Regions from separate parts of the Hordeum vulgare genome. Here region 1 is linked to region 2. Evidence: chromatin contacts called from public Hi-C data. All regions are on one chromosome and are shown on one strand. Each heading gives the region's core, a stretch centred on a gene start, on an enhancer-like site or on the middle of the called end of the contact. The rest is flanking DNA. Distances are from core to core; before and after follow the strand shown.

What was found. Hi-C and Micro-C count contacts between places; a contact is called where the count stands out from the background.
Region 1: a contact with region 2 is called in a Hi-C map of leaf, with 6 times the contacts expected there. The contact joins the promoter of LOC123441776 here to the enhancer-like site in region 2. A contact is called at or near these places in 4 of 6 Hi-C or Micro-C datasets (leaf, seedling and an unstated tissue) and 1 of 1 datasets of contacts at active chromatin or transcription factors (embryo).

Annotation. Positions count from the first base shown.
Region 1 is chr1H:418,920,328-418,926,830 of MorexV3_pseudomolecules_assembly, forward strand. LOC123441776 (GDSL esterase/lipase At1g54790) reads right to left here and starts at 3,023. Exons shown (of 5, transcript XM_045118017.1): 1 at 2,518-3,023; 2 at 1,107-1,307; 3 at 375-541; 4 at 1-138. The coding sequence starts at 2,758. It overlaps LOC123441798 (1-(5-phosphoribosyl)-5-[(5-phosphoribosylamino)methylideneamino] imidazole-4-carboxamide isomerase, chloroplastic-like), which reads right to left. Exons shown (of 8, transcript XM_045118027.1): 5 at 6,032-6,133; 6 at 5,559-5,692; 7 at 5,131-5,179; 8 at 4,293-4,784. The coding sequence ends at 4,605.
Region 2 is chr1H:418,402,510-418,408,866 of MorexV3_pseudomolecules_assembly, forward strand. No RefSeq gene overlaps it. Among protein-coding and RNA genes, the nearest start is that of LOC123441732, 43 kb to the left of the region's middle. Within about 2 kb of position 3,767, at least 3 of the 3 cell types and tissues checked have open chromatin away from gene starts, as enhancers often do. A contact at or near this core is called in leaf and seedling, where this site is marked.

The DNA.
Region 1 (6,503 bases), core at 1,773-4,272, 520 kb after region 2:
ACGATTGTGCTTTGCTACACAATGAAGTTCATCCAGTTGTGTTGGGTCTTTGCCAAAAAGAGCTATGTTTTGAGGTAAGCAGCCAAGAGGACCTGTGTTGTGAATCCAGAACTTCCTGGCACCCTGATCGTATAGTGTCTGAAATAACAAGGAACACATAATAGAATAAGGTTGTATTATAAATGGAGAAAAATATCCTAAGTGTGAGGCACTTATTTGAAGAAGTATATAACTACAAGAGTACATGATACAGAATCTGAAACCTACAATTTTTACCTCTATTAAGAATGTGATTACCAAAGTGCAATGAGGGACAACTGACAAGTCCATGGAATGAAAAAAATGGAACCATGAAGCACTATGTATTTACAAACCTTGAGCCCAGTCTCAAATTCCAACAAAATAGTCGGAATGGATGCAATGACTTGGTCCTCTGTACTTGAGTAGAATTGACCAGCAAGGTCATTCTGACCTATATCAAACATGTAGAGTCCCTTCGAAAAGTAATCCAACTGAGGAATATACCGACGGTACCTATCTCCTGTGAAAATATGGTAAGAGTTCCATAGTATAAATTGGTGAAATCAAAAGCATTGGGTGGTTATCTGTTGTATCAAGGAGCTTATCATTGTTTACTCGTCAGTTAATATATACTCTTACAAGTTTGTAACACAAGTGATGCTCGTCAGACTCTTCAAAGAGGACAATCCTAGACCTATTACAACATCAAGCTTTAGATTTTCTGATTGCACTCAGTACAATAATTTCAAATGTATTATGAATGTAATCCTATGCTGTATTGTCTAATACATTCTAGTGAAATGCAAAAAATAGGTGCTCTTTCACAAATATGGTATTCAATCAACAATGTCTACTTATTCAGTTTGATGGTTCCAATTGCTCTGCTGAGATCATTCATGAGTTCAGTTTTTTTTTTTTTTTGCAAGAAGCCTTTACAACAGCTGGCAAGTCACATCCTACTTTAGTCAAGGGTTCTACTAAAGAATAGATGCTTATATGATACTGCAGAAGACATGTCTTTGATTTCATTCCACAAATATCCAAATGCGCAACATACAAGACAACCTGTTAATTACTAGTCATACCTTGAGAGAGCAGCCTAGTGACTTTTTCCTTGAACGCAAAGAACTGCTTAATCTGAAGACCAAATGAAAATGGGCTGACAGATGTTGCAGTTGCTGGAGTAATCGAACAGCCAGCTTGAGCAAAGTTAACACCCGCCCGAAAGTTAGGTGCGCCAACAGAATCCAAGTATGCATTGAGGAATGGCATATCCATCGCATCCACTACAAGGAGAAGTTCAAGAAACAAATATCAGATAACAGACCATTGCAATTTATTCTTTGACAAACAGTAAGAGGAATAGCTTGTTAGCCATATCCAGATAATCAATGTTCAGTGGGATCAGCATTTCAAACAAAATATAACTCAATAGCCCCCTAAAAAGCAGCTCCTGATATGAGCAACCCAACTGAATCAGCTTATCTGACATACAGCTGTGCATAAATTTTATTTGTGCCTATGAAACTGCTACTGCAAAACTGTTTTTCATTCGAATTATTGCCATCAAACCATGGATCTCATGCTTATAAGCTAGTGATCATCGACCGACAGCTTAGGTTTTGGGGAAAATGTTGTTTTCCACAAGGAGCACTGTGCTAACCGTTTGTTTGCTTCATGGCTACTCCATATACTATTATTGTAAAGAGAAGTTTCGCCTCCAAACAACCACCATCACTTGGCCTCGTAATGATTTAGTCTATAAAAGCCAGGTGCGAAGCCTTGAAAAACTAGTTAAATTAGAGCACGTGATAGGTCTCACTCACTACAGCCGGGAAGGTAGGCAACCGGTACCCGGACCGCGACAAACTTAATTCTATACACTGGATGAACAGAATTCCGTCAAGAAGCAGAGCTTGATTTCCCCCACAGATCCACAAAATCTCACCAAAATGTTGCAACAATCGGGGGTGCCAATTTGCCAAACCGCACGAACTGGGGCCCTCACGTCCAGCACAATTCCACTAGCATAGTGTTAGAACAGTGAATGCAACTACCGAGGACCAGCTGCAGAGTGGTGCGTCGATCTCCACTCCTAACCACCGCCATGGCTGTGTGTTTGACCTGTCCGGCAAAGGACAATCCTAACCAATTCGGCCTTTTGCTCCAACCACCGGCTGGACCCGGTGGAGAAGAGATGCGCACGCTGCCATGAAGGAAATCGTCGACTGTAGGCAGTCTCCTAGTAGTAAGTATCATCCGTACACCGATTCGTTTCGTGCTGCTGCTGCAACATCCAGAGGGCGCACGCAAAAGAATCACGCACCGACGAGCCGTTTTGACGGTCTACGACTAGGACGCGACGATTCCTTTGGTCGACGCCGATGCTGGTCGGTGGTGGTGAGATGCCGATGCAGATGGCAACGAAGCGTGGGTGTGGAGACGAGACGGGTCGGGATTCGGGAATGGATGGAGGCCGGGAGGGGGGGCGCTCACTGAGGAAGTCGAGGATGAGGCGGCCGTCGGAGAAGCGGCCGGAGGGGGCGCCGAAGAAGGTGGAGCCGTAGGGCGGGGGCATGGGCTCGAAGCCCGCGGCGATGCGGCCGCCCGTGTCGGAGTTGGAGTCGCCGAAGTTGAAGGCCGCCGGGTAGTCGAAGTCGGGCGACGCGGCCGCCGTACGGCCGCCGCCGAGGCAGAGGACGGCGGCGAGGAGGAGGAGCGCCACGGAGGCACGCATGGTCTCTGCGGCGGCGGCAGCGGTGGTTGGAGGCTGGAGCTGAGCTTTAGGCTGCTGCGCTTGACCAGCTCCCCACGCCACTCCGTTGCGCTAGCTTGTGGTTGTATCCTTGTGATTCGTGTTTACTCCAGCCATGGGAGGGAGGGGGGGATGGGTGAGGAGTGGAAGGAAGGGAGATGGAGGGAGGTCGCCGGCGCTTGAAGCTTTGCAGTTTAGGGGGTGGAGGCAGATTTGATTTCTGTTCAGGGTGACGAAGGGGAGATCATTAAATGATCAAGTGGCAAATGTGTGCTCCAGTCCAGTGATGTGATGACCTTTTTCTGGGTTGCCTTTGCAGTTTAGCCCTTGTGGTGCTGGATTATTCTGGGACAACTTCCAGGAGGGGGGCAGGTGAAAACTATGAAGGTTTCATGGGTTATGCAAAGAATTTTAAAGAGAGGGAAATGTCATTGGTGTGGAACCGCGCGCGGTTTGGTGGTGTGTTAACATCACCTGATCGCCTAGCCCGGAGCAAACGAGCCTAAAATTTGCTCGCCAGAAAAGCTGTGGAGCGGTGGCACGAGGGGGGCAACGGTAAGTGGTGGTGTGGTGGCGTGGCGTGCTGCGCGGGCGATTTGCTTTTTTCTCACTAATTTGTCGTGCTTTTATGCTAACGTCGTCTAGCGCGCCTCCCGTCCCGCACATGGCGGCATCAGACATTCTTCATTGCTTGCTGCCACGCGCGCTTCATTATCGAATCAATGCGTTGCTGCGATGGATCGATCGGAGGTTTGGAACTCACTACTCAGCATGCTATTCTAACACCCACAAAAAATTGCTTATGGATGTCAAGCCTAACCAGGCCCTGTTTGAAACCATAATAAATTATAATAATCTGGATTGTGAAGATAGATTATAATCTGATTTATAAAAATAATATAGATGAACATGTTTGGAGGCCAGATTATATAACTGTAATCCAGGTTATATATCGCATAATGACCTGTCTGTTTTTTGTTTTTTTAAAAAAAAGAGGAGGATGGCGGTGGTAAGAATGCAATTATCTCTAACTTTACAAAGATAATGGATCATTAGCAATCCATAATCTGATTTTAACTGGTGTAGAGTAAATTATGAGTTTTTAATAATCTATTCATCTAGTTTTTATAATCTACATCATAATCTGTTCTATTTGAAGACAGAATAGATTATAAAAACTGAATTATATAATCTGGGTGGTTCCAAACAGGGCCTAAGCTACTATGATTCATGATGGACTTGGAGCATAAACACCATTCGAAGCATTAAACATGGTACTTCCTGGCTCGCTTTCAACCTCCTCAAGACTTGAAGAGCCATCTATCCGCTTTCACTCGATCAATGTCTATCCTGCCAATCTCCTGGATCACCCATCACCTGCCGGTTGTTCCGCCGGGAATCCAGAGCTCCCATACAGCTACAGTGTCAGGCCTCTCTTTGAGAATAGTGCCACTAGTCCAGCTCAATAAGTTCGGCACAACAGGCAGTTTGATAGTTTCAGGCAGCTTTGACAAGATGCTGCAAGTGGCTCCTGAGTTCAGCCTCTGTTTATTCAACAATACTATAAGAGTACTTAGTACGTACAATACAAAACAGAATGTAAAGCACGGTATCTAAACACCGAGTACTCCTCTACAACGCCGACTTGACACCTCCGCTTCAGCTTTGACATGTCACACAAACTGTTCACACTAGAATGTCCAGCAAACAATAAACCTCTATAACCTGACCTGACCTGACCTCGCCTGAACATATTGGTCAGGTCAAATGAGGATTACAGATGAGCAGAACTTCCACCATTGCTCTATAAAAAGACTATCTGATTTCTTCACGGCTGGCTAACCAGGTTTTGCTCCTTGTGCCAACCGACAACATCATCGTAGGGCAAATCTCCTCCGAATATGTCTAGGGCGCTCCCAACAGTAACATCAACTCGACTCTTGCCTGCTTTCTTGATCCTCTCCAGGTCGTCCATCGTTGACACACCCCCAGCGTATGTTGTCGGGATCTACAGAGCCGAACATAAAGTAGAGGTGCATGTTGAGTACAAGTAAACATATAGCGACCCGAAAATATAAACTTGATATCTTCTGTAGAGTATGATCAATTGAATCCCATTTATAATTGCATTCAAGTTCAATAAAATCAAAAGTAGAAAAATGGTTGAGCCACTAGCTAGTATAGAGTGTTTGACTCGACTTCCTCGTGCCCTTTCAAGAGACTGATTTGCTAAATTTTCTATATATAGTAACTAGAAGAGGCACTCACAATGTTAAAACAAAGAACGATAAGGTAAAGAAAGAGACAAAAAACTCGAATTTAAACTAACGCATCAAGTATAGAGATGTACATACAGGTGAATGACTTCCCAATAGTTCCACGAGTTCCTCATCAATTCCTAACCTGCAATTCATGAAACAGCTTAAATTAAACTACAGAAGCGTCATCAAAGAAAAAATTACACTGACATAACAGGACATCAACAAGAATGTATTTCAGCTCATATTTTGTTTTTGTGAGATTAGATACTTTGAATGAACAATAAGTGCAGCACTGACAAGTCAGCAGTAACTCGTACACTTAAATAAACTTAAAAGAAAAGAGGGACTGTAACTAAACACATACAGAACAAGAAATCCCTGACACTTACAGCAATCATCATAAAACTCATACATTTATGGGAAGTTAAAAATGTGAAGGCAATTTAATCCCATCAAGGGTGATTACACCTACATATCAAGAAAAGACGGATTAAATAAGTACAAAAACGAACATGGTTCACCTTTTGCCCTCCACATCAACTCCATGAACCAAAAACTCATCTGCATATTCAGCAAGACGTTCTAATGTTGGCCCATCCACAAAGACATCGCTGAACTTCTGCCATCTGTCAGTCACAATGGCATATCTGCCATCCTAACCATAAAGATTTTGGTAAGATAAACCGAAAAATACGAAGAGCTATTAGTAGATAACAGTGGCCATCAGAGAAATGATCGTCTTGCATTCTGGAGCCTACTATTTATGCAATGGAATAGCTCAACATGTGTACACTATAATTTTTTCACTCAGGTAAGGGCGTAAGGCAATGCACTATGTCTGGATGACGAGGGACAATAAACCATGCTGAACATTTCATATAAGTCGCCGATGAAATTGAAAAGGTGGGCCACAATAAGAAAAATACTGCAAATTGGCACTATTTTTTAGTGAATTAACATACTTCAAAGTATGGATACAAGATGAATTCCTTACCTTCTTTCGACAACTAAGGTCCAAAATAAGCCTTCGTTTCCCAACAAGCTCAACAAGTTGCGTCAGCCTTTCAATGTTCATTTTACCATCACTAAACACATACTGCATAAAAGGCTCAAACATATAAGTTGCAAATATTCAACTGATGAGTCGTCTACAAAAACTAATTAGCAAACCAAACAGATGAGAAGTTTTACCAGGCCCTGCGCAGCAGGTGGTAACCAGCTTATTCCAGTTTTTTTTAAATACACTAATTTTAAACTTCAAAGAATGTGTTATAACTTACAACTACTACTACCCCTTGAGGCTCTTAGGGAGTCTTTGCCATCAAGGAAAACAGGCAACTATGAAGGTAGAGAAATGCGACAATAGCAACATTCACAAGGTGGATAAGATTATTGGTAACAGTTGGGGATAGGTGATTATCAATGAAATTTATAGGTAACCTTGCTCTGGCATCATTTTAGATTTT
Region 2 (6,357 bases), core at 2,517-5,016:
GACTTCGATGGTTATGGTTTGACTGGAAAGATAAGAGCAAGCCATGGATTGGCATGAAGACAACCACCATTTCTTTGCGGTAACCACTACGATCATCGTGGGAAATGGAAGGACAACGAGATTCTTGAATTCATCTTGGATACGAGGATTGCGCACTCACGACACCGCTTCCGGTCTCTACAGGTGTGTTTGGTAGGGTGCATGAGCTCGACAGTTTCCCTTGCGACCCACTTTCGAGTGTTTGGTAACCAGCATGAGGCCTCCTTACCATGCATGAGCTGAGACCAAATACCCTCTTCGCATGCACGAAGAGTGAACACCCCAATAGCCGTTCACTCGTGAGCATGCATGAGCGAAGCGAGCGACAATGTGTTTAAAAAATGTTTAAATTTTCAAAAATACATGTTTTCCCATGTTTCAAAAAATTGTTCTTTTTGAAATGTTTTGTTGACTTATTTGAAAATACCAGTTGCTATAGTATCGACCAATATGTCTAAATAGATGCAAGCTATCAAACAAATTCTCAGCTTAACATGTTTCAGCACATACACCACTACCAAACAATTTCAAATGCATGTACTCAACTTGTCTAGGGTCAGCATGTATCAGAGGAGAACAACCATGTTATGTTGGGAATGCTACCAAACACACCCTACGATCTCTCACACAAGAGAAACTCCTTAGTTCAACAAGCTATGACTAACAACTAGTGGCTTGCGAATATTGACAACTGAAATGGCCTCTCCCTTGAACTCATCCAACAGTTTGCTAACCTTTGGAACAAATTATCAACAGTGGCCCTTGATGACGACGTTGAAGACTTGATTATATGAAAGTTCACCAAAGATAGGGTATACTCTGCATGCTCGGCTTACAAGGCACATTTGAAGGCCTCACCACCTCGGACCTTGTCCATTTAGTGTGGATGGTGTGGGCACCCCCTCGGTGCAAGTTTTTTTGCTTGGCTTGTTCTTCAAGATAGGATTTGGAGTTCGGGCCGCTTGAGTCGCCGTGGTTGTCCTAATTACAGTCCATGCCCTCTTTTCAAGCAAACCCAAGAAACCGCGAGTCATCTCCTCTTCGAGTGTCGCAACACCATGCGCATTTGGAATGACATCCTCTCATGGCTCGTCATGCATCACATCACCACGTATACTTGGGTGACGAGGGCTTCAGTAAGAGAATGGTGGAATAGTAACTTTCAGATCCGGCTCGGCTCGCCCAAGGCGCTTGCCTCCCTCACAATGCTCATCTCTTGGGAGATTTGGTCGAAAGGCAATGCTAGAGTTTTCCGCAACTCGACGGCCCTTTCCATGGTCATCATCAACAAAATCAAACTTGAGGTGTCACTTGGGCTTTGGATGGAGCAAAACATTTGGGTGTTGTAATGCCGCGAGAATAGTCCTTTTATTTGCCGCTTTGCGGCTTGTGTCTAAAACCTTCTCCCTTAATCAATGAAATGGAGAATATTTTGCCTTGTTTCAAAAATAATAATTTGATTGGGTATGCTCAGATTGTTTTTTCAGGATGGAAACTTAGATTTGGCCTTGGGTTGTTTGAGTTGGTCATAGCGGCGCTTGAGCGTCACTCCCTTACTAAAGACATTATGTTGAAGAACCTCGTCGTCCGTGTGACGCCATGTTGATGATCAATATTGTGGTTTACCGATCATAAATGTGATCGCTTTGGGTTTCTTTTTCCCCTTCTACACATAGTTTTTTTATATGTCTTTACTATTTGTCGATGACTTTTTTTGTCTGCTTTGGTGTTGGTTATTTCTATCCTGACCATGGAGAGGTCGAAAGTATGCTTATTGTGTTTGTATCTTCACTGCAAACAAACTCGAACAAAATTTGCATATGGGTTTCTTTCGTAAATTAGTAGGCTTCTCTTTCTTTTGAAATGGGAGGTGGTATATTTTCCAAACAAAAGGGAACAAATCCACTAGAGCGCGCCTTTATAGTTTTCATTTCTTATAGATTCTTGTCTAAGGCCTATATTATCCGATGATGTCATGTGAATCTCTCGAGTCAAATACTCTCTTTGTTTTAAAATATAAGTCATCTTAAAAATTCTAACACGGACTACATATGATGCATATACATGTTTTAATGTGTAAATTCATTTATTTTGTTTCATACGCAGTCTGTATTATAAAATCTCTAAAAAGGCTTATGGTATTTAGGAACGAAGGGAGTATCAGAGCAACTTCAAACGGTCGATCCAAACGGACGGGTGTTATGTTTGCACTTTGTCTTTTGGGTCGGTCCGACAGATGCCCGTATACGTTTTTGTAATTGGGTCAGCGCTTGTGCCTAACACGGTTACAATCCATTTTCAGACGACGCGAAAAAAACATAACAAACATTTTGAAAATATAAAAATCACTAATTAAACATTTAATGCTGGTCTGGAAGGCCGGGGATTGTCCATATTATATTAAACATAAAATTTAATAAACTAAAAACAAGTAGGCGCGCTGTCCTAGGCGCCCGTCTCGTCCTCGTCATCGACTCGGTGAGGTAGACAAGCGTTGGCGCCGTTCCAGCCCAGGGTAAGGCCGTCTCCCAGGCGGCGACGACGTCGTCCGCCGGTGGTTGCACCGTCACTTGCTGGACAACATGTCACTCCTCCTCCTCAGCTTCGGCCTCGCGCTCCATCAGCTCGATCCGCCGGGCCTCTGTGCCCTCCTCCGACACCCGCCCTGCCGTCGACGCTCCAGATAGGCTGCCTCCTGCTCCGACGTCGCACCCTACCAGACGGGTGGCGTGCTGACCCACTCACGCACCACCCCATCCTAGGCGTACAACTCGGGCCTGAGGACCAACGACCCTGGCTCGACGGGGGACGGCGGGGCCAACGGCTAAATGACGCAGTCGTCAATAGCGAAGAGTGCCATGGCCTCTACGAGCTGCTTCTCATAGGACGCCTCCTCCTCCTTGACGCGTGCTTCCCCCTCGCTTGCACGCAGGACGAACGCCAGCGCGTTCTGGTACGCGGCCTCCGTTGCCTGGTCTTCTTCTCAGACAACGAGGGGTGGCGGCGGTCCAGCCACCACATCACGGACGCCACGCGGACGCTGCTCCTCATGCTCCCACGCAAACCAGACCTCCCATTCGGGAGAGTCTTGCAGCGTACATGGGGTTGCGCCGCTGCTGACGCCGACGCCTCACCTCCTCAGCATGCTTTCGCGCCGACCGCGACACTGCTGGTACTGGGATCCTCTTCGGATCTAAATGCCAGTCGTGCGACAACATGACATCGGGGTAGGCGAGGGTTCGCGGTGCTCCCAGTGCCACCTCGCCTGGTGCACTCATACGCTCACCCGCTGCCGAGGCGGACGAGAGGAAGACGCCGGCGACGGGAGCACCGGGGACTTGCCCTTGTCTTTGATGGAGAAGAAACCCATGATGGCTAGGGTTTTCCGCCCGCGGGGGAGCAGCGGGTGGCTGTGGGTAGAGGCGACTTTTGAAAGAGGATAAGGCCGACTCCACCGCACGCTCAGATTAAAAAAAAAAGAACGCCTGTGGGTCGTGTGGACACGCGGTGAACGGTCGTCGTTAATAAAAATAATGCTGACTTTAATCGAACGCCACGTATGGACGAACCTGACATGAGAAGACGTGGCCCGCATCCGCTTCCGTGTGGACGGGCGTAGACATTAGAACAAATCTAATCCAAACTACTAGTAGATCACCTAATCATCTCGCCGCCACTGTCCAAACTCCAGATCCCCCCGGCCGCAACGGGCGACACGCGCGCCGGCACTTTTGCCGCACGTCCATTTCCTCGAGAAGCCAAAACCCCACCACTTGCCGCCGGCCGTCCATCCACCACCCCACCCGATCCCCTCGGGAAATCGTGCGTCCACGGCCCCAATGATTGAAGCTTGAGGCTGCCTACCACCATAGCGGACGGGCCTTTTCCGGTAGTTTTCCGCCTTTCTCCCGCGCCCCGATCTTTTCCAGCGCCCCGATGCTGCCGGGTCCCCACGGCCGGCCGGTGAGAGGTAGTACGAGAGGCCTTGGCTAGCTAAAGCAGCGGTGGCCGGCCGTCGCCTCGTGCCGGCGATTCCCATCCACCCGCGGAAAGCGCCGCCCAGCGCCCCTCCCTCTCGTAAATCCTTTCTTTCTTTGCCGGGCGACAGCACCGCACTGCATACACCGCTCCGGATCGACCATGCCCGTGCGTCTACTGTGCCTCACATGAGCTTGCACCAAGATCCTACGGGAGAAAAGTCACAAGGCCGATAGTGACTGAGATTGCGGGGCGATGATGATGAGACCGCGTTCAGGAATGCGTTGAGTCGGGAACAGGAAATGTGGGGGGCGCCTGCGTGCAGCTGCATGCAACCAGGAATGGGTGGCATTCTGAAAAGAGAACGAAAAGGGGTGCTCAGATGATATATCAACTCAGTGTTCATTACTGAGCCCCTTTAGCTAGATTCCGTTGATTTCGTAATGTATAAGGCCCACCTTGCTCTGCACAACGATCATTGGCTGAAATTATTTTTCGTCTTTTGGGGTTATGGGCCGTGGAGAAATTGAGAAAGTTAGATTTCTCAAATACTTTCTCTGTACCCAAATAATTGTAGTTGGGGAAAACTAGTTTAGTTCTTCACAACTATAATTATTTAGGTACAGAGGAAGTAATATGCATCACATTTAGCAAAAGGTTGTCTTCATCTAATTTGACATTGATTCATAATCTATACAATGCCACCTTTTGATTCACTTCAAATCTTATTTTAGTGAAGTTTTTTTAGATGTATCTTAGCAAAGGGTTTGGCATGCTTACAAGATCTAAAACATAATATTCCCTCCATCTAAAAATAAGTGTCGTAAATTTAATACTAGACTAGTACAAAAATTTATACTAACTCAACAACATTTATTTTGAAACAGAGGGAGTACTCAACACAATAGAAGAGGTAGGAGCAAATCCATAACTTTGTCTACTGACGATTGTACACGTGCAGTGTACATTTTATCCGGTGTATAAACTACTATCCCAAACCAAAATGCAACCTCTTGGACTTCAAAAAATATATAGACCATCGACGTTTCATAAAAACATCATATGTAGAGACAAATAAGGTCAGCAACCATCATGTCATGACTAAGAATGAGAAACATATGCTATAATTCCCTTTGTCCGATGAAAAAGGAAATAAGAGTGCTCTTGGCCAAACTGTGACATTAGATAGTGGTTTTAACTTAAACTTAAGTGGTTTGTGTTATCTTGATGATGTTGGTTACCCAACATCCCATCTTTGTCTTAGATACTATTTTAAGGATTTTGATTGTGATCACAACTGACCCCTAAACCACAAGGAATTATTTAATCACTATCATTTTGCACAACGAGATCACACTGAAAAAACACTGCGAGTTTTGAGAAAATTATCGACATTTTCACAGTGGGCACGCTTCACCGAATAAAATATCAAAGGAAAATATCAGTTGGCGCCTACACTATATCATCCAATTGCACTAGAAGATGACTGTCGGGCCCATAACCATTTTTAGGGGATATATAAGCAATACTACATGTGACCATTTAATTTTCATATAGGATGTAATAAGACCTTACATCTATGGTGGGTGAAAATCCACCTCGCCCCGTCTGAGATGGGCAAACGTGGGTGGGTGGTGGAAGAGATGTAAGCTCGTTTTTTACCGGTTGGGAAGATGTGTTTCATCTTTGTCAAAGAATGTCTAAGAGTCACGATCAAAGGGAAAACAGAGTGGCAAGGAAGATTTCAGAAGATTTGGAATGAGAATGAACATGGAAACTTGCATGCGTGTTAGATATATCAACTCATTGATGACCACAAACACACAGATCATTATAGTACCTTTTATGAAACTATTGTCCTGAGATTATTCAATTTTGTGGGCAAAGTTTGAGTGTGCCTTCTTTTATGCAACTAGCCTTGTCACTAGATCAAGCTACATGCACCCAAGTTGAGTACTTGAAAATCTTACTAATTATTACCATCTACCAAAACAACAAACATGAGCAAAATAAACGTAATTAAGAACTATATATAAAATCAATAACTAAAATTCATGACACATTAAACTGAGTGCGACGAAGAGTAACAAATGGTTTGTAGGAATACTTTATGGTTTTTCAAGGGTTGTAAAGTAGAGAGCAAAGGCTTAGCTAGACACGTCGTTGGCACAAGGCAACAATTATGGACCTCTCTTTGCTTACGAGCTAAAGCGTCGAGTCTTCATACCAACCAAAAACTCAGAGGTAGTTTGTGTCACCATTGTACCATTTTTATTGAAACCTTGACCGTAGAACAATAGTTCTACAGTATATTTTCATTAAAATAATATAATTATGTAC